Linked DNA regions of Mus musculus: region 2 is linked to region 1. A link is a contact called in public Hi-C data. All regions are on one chromosome and are shown on one strand. Each heading gives the region's core, a stretch centred on a gene start, on an enhancer-like site or on the middle of the called end of the contact. The rest is flanking DNA. Distances are from core to core; before and after follow the strand shown. Region 1 overlaps Ric3 (RIC3 acetylcholine receptor chaperone). Region 2 holds the start of Ric3 (RIC3 acetylcholine receptor chaperone).

What was found. A called contact is a pair of places that touch in the nucleus more often than the background predicts.
Region 2: a Hi-C map of cerebellum shows a contact between it and region 1, with 2.1 times the contacts expected there. The contact joins the promoter of Ric3 here to the enhancer-like site in region 1. A contact is called at or near these places in 1 of 39 promoter capture datasets (macrophages), 3 of 484 Hi-C or Micro-C datasets (cerebellar granule neurons, cerebellum and nephron progenitors), 1 of 115 datasets of contacts at active chromatin or transcription factors (embryonic stem cells) and 2 of 9 other capture datasets (adipose tissue and pancreatic islet).

The regions. Positions count from the first base shown.
Region 1 is chr7:109,036,415-109,041,650 of GRCm38.p6, reverse strand. It overlaps Ric3 (RIC3 acetylcholine receptor chaperone), which reads left to right. Exons shown (of 6, transcript NM_001038624.1): 6 at 2,768-5,236. The coding sequence ends at 3,207. Among named protein-coding and RNA genes, the nearest start is that of Tub, 28 kb to the right of the region's middle. Within about 2 kb of position 2,005, at least 18 of the 459 cell types and tissues checked have an H3K27ac peak or open chromatin away from gene starts, as enhancers often do. A contact at or near this core is called in cerebellar granule neurons and cerebellum, where this site is marked.
Region 2 is chr7:109,081,454-109,087,198 of GRCm38.p6, reverse strand. Ric3 (RIC3 acetylcholine receptor chaperone) reads left to right here and starts at 3,875. Exons shown (of 6, transcript NM_001038624.1): 1 at 3,875-4,036. The coding sequence starts at 3,913.

The sequences.
Region 1 (5,236 bases), core at 756-3,255:
GGGGGATGACCTAGAGATGGAATGAGCTATAAAACCAAGTCTGCAGAGGCTAAGTATTGAAATGGGCCTGGAAACATGAGTCTAAAAGGTCTGGCCTGGTGCTGGGGCAATCTGAGGACCTATTCTTTGTTAGAAAGTCTTGTGGATGTTTCTTTAGGTCCTGGGACTATGGGATCCAGAGGTGATCTAGAAGCTTGGTGCGATGTATTGTCTATTACTCACATCTTCTGAAGTGAGCATTCCACCAGACTGTGGAAATTAGCTTCAGGTCTGCACTATCAGTAGATAAGTCTAGATCCTATGTCTACATTTAACAACTTGGTTTCTGATTCTAGATGTACCTTGATTCTGGACAGACATAGATTCTGTGGCTGGGTTTCCTGTTTCAGGGTTGGTCTGGAATCTATAGCTCATTTGTTGCTGGGTAGGCCTGGATCCTGTTTCTGTGGGGCTGGTATAGAGATTGCTAGGTGTAGGCATAACTATGGTCATAGGGCTGCCCTGGGACTTTGTGCCATCTTGGCTTGATGCCTTGGGCCATGGAGGCCAGGATGACTGAATCCTGGGGCAGCTAGATTGGGCCTAGAGCTAGAGTCTAATTGCTTTCCCACTGACACCAAAGCAGGTAATCATCAAAATGCAAAGGTAAGCTTTGCTCTTCATATAGAGTGAAGGCAAGCAAATGGACTTCTCTTGAGAAGTCAGTGGTTGAGAGCTAAGTAGCAAGCCCCTGCCATGAGGTTATGAAGGCCTTGGGTAATTATCAATGTCCATTTTTCTGTTGCTATAACTGAATACCAGATGAGGTCGCTCATAAAGCATGGAGGTTTATTTAGCTGATGTTCTGGGAGTCTAAAAACATGGTGTCAGCATCCACTTGGCATCTGGTGAGAGACTTCTTGCTGTGTCATTGTATGGCAAAGGTCACATGGCCAGACAGAACAAGATTGATGCCTTCAATTTTTCCTCTTACAAAGACATGAATGCCATCATGTGAAAACTACCTTCAGTTTTAATCCCACCTTCTGATTTAATCCCCTCCTAAAGACCTGCCATCAAAATACCATTAACATACAACTTTGAGAATTGAACTTCAACAAGGGTTTTGGATAGGGACACTCAAACCGTAGTGGTAGCTGCACTCTTGTTTTACCTAGAACTCTGTCCACAGCTATCCTGGGAGTGAAGGCTGTATAGCCAAGATTCTGATGATCATGCCAGTGATGGTAAGGGTTTGGTAAGAGGGAGTTTCTACATCACTGGGAGAACTGAACTACTATATGACTCTCCTGCAGAGTAATTTGGTGAGGATACAAAATCTTTTAAAATGACTGTTCTCCTTGGCCTACTCTCCATATTTCTAGAAGAATATGGAGGAATTCTTGAGGAATTGGAGTAGATGGTCTGGGTTTATACAGAGTTCCTCACCACCACATAGTTTGCAATGGAGACATCAGAAGGAAGCTGCTCAGATGCCTTATATAAGAATGGCAAATCACATTGGTTGCATGACACAGAGAAATGCCAATGATACATATGTATAGGACGACAGTACATTATATATTCTTTCTTTATTAAACAACATAATCCTTCTTTATTAAAAAAAAAGCAGGAAATACTATGCATATGATTTTAAAAGCCAGAGGTAAACAAATTACCAGTGGAAGGATTTTGGGTGAATTGTGTTTTCTTCTAAAACTTGTTTGTAATTAAAACTAGTAGGAAAAATATAACAAAATAAAGGCTATACCACCCTCCTAAAAAACTGCAGCGTTTTAATACTTTTATAAATGTTGTAATACTTTTATAAATTTGAATATTTGTATAATACTGTTGTAAAAATGTCTCTAGATACCTCACATGTACCAAAAGGTTGCTGTTTTTCGCAATTGATGGGCAAAAGTGGTGTCTGTTGGAGCTGAATATGCAGTTATCATCAGTGTGCAAATGGATTTGAGTTCTGCAGTTTCCACTGTGTAGTGAGCACTGCATTGCCAGCACTGCCATATGAGCCCCCACATGGTCCATCTGCCGCTCGGCGTGGCCTGGCACACACAGATTTAGTTCATTTCATTCCTTACTTGGCAGCACAGCCTCTTTCTTATTATCATAGCCGAGGTTTGGTGCAGTGTTACTCACTTTGCTTACCTGTTTGTTGTTTTTTCCTTTTGTTCCATTTTGTCAAAATGAAGATGCCAACATTGGAAGTTCTGTCTCTAAAAATGCAGTTCTTGCCTTGTGGGGTCTTGGTCATGTCTTGCTAACTTGCCCCAGCTTCTGACAGTTACAGACTATTTGGTTGTTTTGATAAGTAGAAAGCACTGTGGTTTATTTTTCAAAGAGCTTAGCATTCCTTTTCCCAGCCCCACCTCCACCAGAAGATTTGGAACTGGTTCCAAATAGAAATTGTAAATACTAGCCTTAAGCTAAGCCCTCTCCATCTGTAGCGCTGAAGGCTCATGCTGTTTGCATAATCTTCATCAATGCTGCAGAAACATGAGGGGTGAGACTTACCTCTACCCCAAGCACCTTACTTACAAAGGATTTTCCTCTGCCCTGGGTTGTATTTCACAGAGCACTGAGACAGTCAGCCAGACTGCTCAGAATTTGTTCAAGTGAAACTTGAGGACTATTAGGACCATCTTAGAGATTTATTGAATGGATTTGTTAGGATAGGATGGCTGTTGCCAGAGAATGCTCTCTGATCCTGACACTATTTATTTTCAAAGATGCTCTTTTTAAGACTTTGTGCTACTTTCCTCTCTAGGTTACCCAGAAGAGACTTATCCAATATATGACCTTTCGGATGGTATCAAGCGTAGGCAAGAAACAATCCTGGTGGATTACCCTGACCTAAAAGAGCCCTCTGCTGAAGAAATTGCTGAACAAATGGGAGAGATAGAAGAGGAAGGATCAGAGCGTTTGAGCTGGGATCATTTGCCCACTGACCCTGGAGCCCAGAAAGATAATTCTGTTGCCCCGTGTGATCCCAAACCAGAATCATGCTCCTGCTGTGTTCATGAAGAGGAGGATCCTGCTGTCTTGGCAGAGAATGCTGGTTTCAGTGCAGATGGCTACAGTGAGCAAGAGGAAGCCACCAAGGAAAACTTGCCCCAGGACTTTACAAATGAAGGGCTGGGAGTCAGCACTGATAATGCACACGTGGGTGGTATGTTGAGGAAGCGCAACCCCCAGGGTTTTGAGTGAAAGCAGCCTGCTTGGGAAAGTATCCATTACTCTGTTCCCATGGCACCTTTCCTCAGTTTCATCCATGGCCTTGTGCCCTCTGCATCCTCTGTGTTCAATACCATAGCTCTTGGGCCACTACCATGGATACAGCTAATCCTTCCCGGTGCTTGCACACCTGTCACTTTGTAAAGTAGCCAGTAGTGTGAACACGGGACAGAATCACCTTCCTAGTCATGCGCTTCCCTATCAGAGTGTGAACACAGCACAGAATCACCTTCCTATTCATGAGTTTCCCTATCAGAGACACTAATCCACTCGGTAATTGTATTTGGTTGTTTGTGCTTGCAGGTGGTACCACCTAGGCAAATGTCTGACCCCTCCTCATAGGAGCAACAGATGATTTACCTGTGAATGATTTATTGAATGGATTTGTTAGGATAGGATGACCGTGAAAGAGAACTGGGTTAGCTGATATTGAGGACTTAAGTTTTAAGAATGAAGATTTTAGATTCCCAAATGCCTTATTCTTTGGGCCTTCAGCTGGTTAGTGGTCCCTGAGAAGAGCATGCTCAATTCTGAGCCTAGGGGCCCAGAGCACAGCAAGATATCTGATTGAGCTGCAGTCTCTCCTCACAGCCTTCTAAGATGCCCTGACTCCTCCAGAGCAGCAGGCCATGAACTCACGGGCCTATTTGGAGACCATTTTGCTTGTATATTCCCTCGATCCCTGCTTCCTTTGTCTTTATTCTGTTGAACAGAACTGCCAAATCTAGAGGCAACTCTGAATGTCTTCTGTGGCTAGAGGGATTTGGAGGCATTAATCTGTGTCCCACAGAGCTGAAGTTTGAGGCTGTTGAAGCTACAGGACTGCTTAAGTATGGTGGTCCTTCCATGAGGAGCTCAAGTAGCCAGGAAACCCTGAGAATTCTAACAAGGGTGTGTCAGTTCAGTTACATGAATTGAAAGCTGAAAGGCTGTGCATCTCCAACAACATTCCGAGTCATGAAATGGGAGACTCAAAATTTAAGGAATTCTGTGAAGCTGGATAGTCTTTAGAGTTCTATTGTGCCTGGCATGCCTATGATGCCAGAAGATAGTTTGGACCACTCAGGAGCGTACTGCCCTGGCTGTCATCAGGTCTGAGACCACACTAAGACACTGTCAGCTACTAGAAAGCTTTACATGTTAACGGGACTAGAGAAACACAAACGCTGCACTGTACCAATCCCTGTGTAGAATGTTTGATTGAAATTGTGCAGAATGCAGTTGAACATGTACTGAAGATGGTCTTGACATAACTAAGTGTAAAAAGCAACGCAGATACTCTTGTTTGAGCAGATTGTTTTCTGGATGGTTCTGGCATCCACCATGAGAAGTTGATTTAAGATAGCCCCGTATCACTGGTTCTAATTTTTGTTCATAGGATATAATTCTGTTATTAGATAAGAACTTGTTTCCTTCTCATTCATTTGTTGGACAACGGCCCTGTGCTAAGTACTGAGTGTCTGTGCATAGTCCAATGCCCCAACTAAGAAGACTGAATTTGTACGAATTTCAGTTTAATGTGCTAATCTAACAGATGCACTATGGACCATAGGAAGGCTAGAGATTGTGAATTCTTCAGACAGATTTCCCTGCAATTCAGGCTGTGGAATTCTGGATTGGCTCCTTAAGCATCCCAAGCCTGGTTGGGCATCTATAAAGTGTGAGGGTAGTAAAAACACAGGTCTTACAGGGCTGTAAGCTGCAAATGAGGTAGTCAGTGCACATAGGGCAGCATGCTTATGTTGTTAGCTCATGCAAAACAACATATCATGTGGTAGCTGTTTTATTCATTATAGTGTGGACCCTAAACTGTAGGAGCACAGAAGAACAAGAATGTTCTTGCCAAGTACCAAAAAAATCTCAGAGACACCTTGTGGAAAGCTAAAACATGGCAAGAGGAGGAAGGACATTTGGGCAAAAAAAGTAGGTTAGCAAGAACAGTGTGGTTGGTGTATAGATGGGTAATCAGGTGAAAAGGGTTTAGCACCAACTCTATCATTGG
Region 2 (5,745 bases), core at 2,626-5,125, 44 kb before region 1:
AGGTCATAAGCCACCACGGAGCACAGCTCGTCAAGACTTCACTGTAGCAGCCAATCATCTCCACCCCCTGAGTCAGCTGCTGTCCCTTTCAGGACCACACTTCATCTGGCTGCAGTACTGACTGACTATGGACCCAGCTAGGTAATAGATAATCTAGACTATAACTTTGTGTTTTCACTTTCACCAGGCAACTTCCCTGGTCTGACATGATCATGATCCCTTTACTGTGGCTGAAATTTAAGCCACCAGTTCATTCATCTTCATATGGTCCTCCATCCCCATATTACTATAACATGTTTCATCTCTTACTCACCTTCCTCTCTTTTCTGTACTTCTCCTAACTTTCTTGTTCTGATGGATACTTGGCTATTTCCTCTCAACTGGTTACTTGGCATATTTTCCCTAAAGAAGATCTATTTGTCTTCCCATGGCTTGAAGTCTAGGAATGTAAGAGGTGTACAACTCAAACTTCCTTGGTGCTTTCAAATAGCTGCTGCTTTATAAACAAACCATTGCCACCACCACTAACAACAACAAAAATATAGTTCCAGGGGCTCTGTCAGTAAAGTACTTTCTCTTACAAGTGTGAAGAACGATGCTCAATTCCAAAAAATTGCTTAAAACAAAACAAATGTAAAAACAAACAGACAGGCACAGTGGCCCATGGTTTCAGCTCAGAACTGAAACATGAAAATAGGTGGTTCCCTAGGGCTTGTTAGGCATCTACCCTTCCTAGACAAATCTACTTAGTGACTTCGAAGGCCAGTAAGAGACCTTGCCCAAAATATAATGTAAACAATATTCCTCTGACACTTGAAGTTTCCTAATGGTGTCTTCTTGGTCTTCACATGAATTTATACAAGCATGCACACCTGTATACACACACACACAGACTCACACACACACACACACACATCCTTAAAAGAACTTATGTCTAGTTGTTTGCTATATCTCTATACATATTACCTTCAAATCTTCTGTCACTCAAGATTTTCACCTCTGGGTCATTATTTTCATCTGCCCATCTTTGTCCACACATGGAAACTTTGATATAGCATTGCCATCTAGGTTTCCATTGTTATTCCTGTACTTTCCACAAACACTCTTGCTAATGTCATCTTCTCCCTAACTTAATTACTACTAATTATGTTACCAGTTGACTTCAACCTATGTAACTCTTCTAAGCCAAGTATATGTTCTAGATATTTTTATGTATTTCATAGAACATCAAACTCAAAACTTGAACTCATGATTTTCTTACCATCTTCATTCTTTTTCGATTTTGAACATTTTTGTACTATAGAATCAATACCTACCAGTCACACATGCTAGAATTTGGGAGAGTGAATCAGATTCTTCTGTATCTCTAGGTGGCCATATTTCCCTCAGTAATTGCTTCCTAACTTGCCCCCTGTTATCCATGAGCTCAGAGCTTCTATGGCCCAACATCTGCAGAAACTAAAACTGGTAGTTCTAGGATAGGTATCCATGGGTTCAAATCACAGATTCAAATTTTATACCAGGTAGTCATTGGCAACTTTCTTAAGCTTTTTGTGCCTTGTTTTTCTCATCTCTCAAATGGTCATAAAACAGGACTTTCTTCATATAGTTTCTAGGACCATCAGTTGAGTGATGTTTACTGGTTAGTTTCACCTGGGAAGGAGGAACCTCAGTTACAGAATGGCGTCCATCAGTTTTTCCTGTGGGTGTGTCCATGGAAGCACTTTCCTGGTTGCTGGTTGATGTAAGAGGGACCATCCATTGTGGGTGGTGCCATCCCTGGGCATATGGGCTAGAGTTATAAGAAGAGTAGCTGAGCAAGATGGAGGAACAAGCCAGCGTTCCTCTATGGTCTCTGCTTCAGGTTCTGCTTAGGACTGGAAAATGTAAGCCAAATAAACTGTTTCCTAGTCTGGGTTGATTTTAGTTATGGGGTTTATCCCAGCAAGAGAAAAGTAACTAGGGCATTATGTGCCACTCTGAGAACATTGTAGTGGCTTAATAGCCTTTAGTGGCATGGAGGACACAAATGGCAAGGCTGTCTGAAGGGTTCCAGCAGGGATAAACCTCTGTTGGAAAGATATTAGAAGGATATTTACTTCTATTTTGATTTGTTCTTTGTTGGAGTCAGGGTCTCTATGTAGTTCTGGGTGTCCTAGAACTCACTGTGTAGACCAGTCTGACCTTGAACTCACAGAGATCCACCTGCCACTGCCTCCCAAGAGCTGGGATTGAAGGTGTGCACCATCATGTCCAGCTTGGATATCTACTTCTTAACTAGACCCTCCACTAGTCCTTTATTCAGCTGCATGACACATCCCACATTCAAAGGTACCCAGCGCTTCTAATTACTAGAATTTATAGGTTCTTGAGAACAAATTAGTTTGCTTCATAGAGGCTTTCCTTTTGTGACCAATTGTCTTTTTATGTTATATACCTTTACTGTCCAGTTGGTAGCCGATAGTGCATGTGTCTACTGGCTCACTAAAATGTGACTGACTAGTACCACACAATCTGAAATAATATTTTGGGTACACCAAATCATATAAAACTTATTTAAATTAATTTCACTTCTTTATTTTAACCCTTTTAATGTGAGTACTAGGAAACCTGACATTATGTTTCTATTGGATGATGTTGCTATGTACCTTACAGACTTTTGATCCTTCTCATCTGATAATCCCGTTTTCAACCATTCTCTTTAGTCTTGTAGGTGTGTGCACATTTTCATTTCAGGAGGTATCTACGGGAAGCAAAGACAAATTCAGGTGTTCCACTCTCCACGTTTCACTGAAAGTTTTCCCTACACTTTTCAAAATCTACTTTTGAGATCTACAGTCTCACCACTTTATGTTTGGTCACCAACTGAATGTCCAGCTAAACTAAATTACTGTACATTATAGAACATGGCAGGAAGCGTTGAATTCCCCTCCCTTAGCTTTCTATGCTTCTTTTCCTGGAACACTCCCCCACCCCCTCTCACTTGCCTGCTTATTAGATAAAGAGCTCAAATTTTACCTCAGCAGAGCCTTCCTGACTCCCTTTTGCAGTTGAGCTGACTGAGGAGTCCAGAATTTTTGTTTAGATACCAACCTGTTTCTCAGCGGAACCCATTTGATCCATCACACTCTGTAATACTAACTTCAAAGTTTGATAAGTAGATTAAAATGAAAAGAACATTTGTTAAAGGAATAGAAACGGGTGGCACGGAGCCAAGATTTTGTAACAGAGGAGAAGACTGGCTGAAAACGTTTCTTAAGGATAGTTGTTCTAAGCTGTTTCTTCTGGGGAATTTTTGACAGATGAGGATGACAATAGGAATTTTCCAAGTAGAGGAAACAGGATGAATTTATTAAAAGTCCACTTGAACCAAGAAAACTGGTAGCGAATATGTCATCCATTTTCTAAAGAACATTGGTAAGAGTAGATCATGCATGGTCTTGAGGTCAGAGAAAGAAGTTTGATGTTGTTCCGAAGGTCATGGCAGGTTCTGGAAGGCTTTAAGCTATGACGAGAGCTCAATAGTCCTGAGTTTTGTTTTTAATCGCCCTTGGTTGTAGACAGAGTGTGGAAGGGAAGTGCATGAATGGAAGTTAGGAAAGCGAGTTCCTTCAAAGGAGAAAGGGTTTAGGGTTATGTGGTGAGCAGAAATGGAGAGAAGTGCAAAACTGCCAGGTTTAGGTGCTTGGATGCCCGGGCCTGGGTGACAGCTGAACGCAAGCGAGCTAGGAGATAGAAGCTTGCTGTTGGCTTACAACCGCACCGCCCTGGAGCACTTTGGTAGAGTGGAGGGCGCTCTCATCTTGTCCCTCGCGCGCCGCCGTCCGTGCAGCTCGCCGGTCGAGTGTGAGCCGGATTGCGCGCTGCGGTTCCGGTTCCGGTTCGGACTCCTGGGTCCTGCGGTACGCAGCCATGGCGTACTCCACGGTGCAGAGAGTGGCGCTGGCCTCGGGGCTCGTCCTGGCCGTGTCGCTGCTGCTGCCCAAGGCCTTCTTGTCTCGCGGGAAGCGACCGGAGCCGCCGCCGGGCCCGGAAGGTGAGCGCCGACTGGGCAGCCTCGGAGCTCGCGGGCGGTCGTGGCCTCCCCGGCCCCCACTCTTCCCCTCAGTGACTTGCGTGTCGTCTTGTCACCTGTGCCTGAACTTAGAGTTAGTAGGTTTCCCCTTTCTACCATGCATCTGTAGGAATCTTAGTTGGTAGTGGAGCTTTATCATGGTTTTGGGCGTTCACTTGTTCAGCCTCTTGTTGCCTCTTAGAGTACAACTTGATCTGGGGTGGTGCACGCCTATAATTTTATCATTCTAGAGTCAGGAGGATCACTAAGTCCAAGGCCAACTTGTTCTGCTTAATGAATTCCAGGCCAGCTAGGGCTACGTAGTAAGACTCAGTCTCAAAACAACAAAACCATGAAGATTTCATTTAATACTTTAAAACATTTTTGTCCCTGAGGTAGAGATAAACAAGTTACTGCTCTCCTCATAGCTGTTATTCTTGGTTTTTGGCATGAGAATGTTTCAAAATCAGCCCCTTTGACTACTACATTCTGGCGGTTTTACAGACTCTGTAAATGCATGGGCCTGAATACTGGGAGAACGGACTGGAACAATTTGCTGTTGTTCACAAAGTTCTGCTGGTAACTTTGTCTTGTGAATAATCCCTGTAATGTCCTTGAGCTACGGGAACAGTTTGTGAATCATCTCCTCTGATTTCAGCCCGTTGGTTGCTGGACAGCTCCCTTTGAACTGTAATCCTCTTTGAATTTGTGCATATTGGCTGTCCTTCCAGCCTCTGGAGCATTAGAGATTAAAAATACTATAAATGCAAAGCGCCATGCTCTAGGGGCTGAGGGCAGGTTGAGCACATTAGCCTGCCTGCAGAATGTATTTGATGAGCCGTGTATGTAAAGCTGCACTTCTTGTCATTACAAAATTCAAAAAAGTTTTGCTCATTTTTTTCCTATCCATGATTTCTATCTTGAAGAAGAGTAAATCTGCGATTATCCTAATCAGTGAAGAGTTCTAAAACCCCCTTTTGCCCAACTGAAATATCTTTAAAAAGTGCTACTGAACGTGAGTGGAAGACACCTTTCCTTCTGAGTGCTCTAGAGAGTACAGAGTGCATTGTAGATGTGACTCTGTCCCTTGAGAGCCCAGGTACTGGTGGCCTGTATTCCCACCTTGAGGTCCTTGCCCTGTTTGTTTTCTCCATTGCTGAAATGCTCATCTCTTGCTTTTCTCTCATCGCTGGAGTTTCTGCTCAGATGTACCCTTAGACTTTGCCTGCTGACCCCAGTTGAGGCAAAGCTTCCCCCAGAGTCACTTAAGGGTGAGCTTGACTAACAGTTAATGGTACATCCTATCACATGTCATACACAGTGTATAGACACTCACTGAATTCCAAAGAGCAGGAGTCAAATCCCTGCCTAGAAGAACTCCTGGCTTAGTAGAGGAAAACAGATAAGCTACCAGGTGAGTACCAAAGTGGTAGTTACTGGTATTCATTCTGGTCTACACTGGGAACATTGAAGATGTACATATGCAACAGTCTGTTATTACAACTCAACAAAGCTTTTATAGAGGAGTTTTTCTCCTCTCCCCCAAATCTAACACATGGAACATGTAATTTGTCTATTTAAGTACACAAGTCACTTTTTTTTTGCATATCTACAGTTGTATAGCCATTAGCCCAATAAGTTTTAGAACATTTCATCATCTCCCAAAGGCAGTCTGAGCCTTTAAGTTGTCA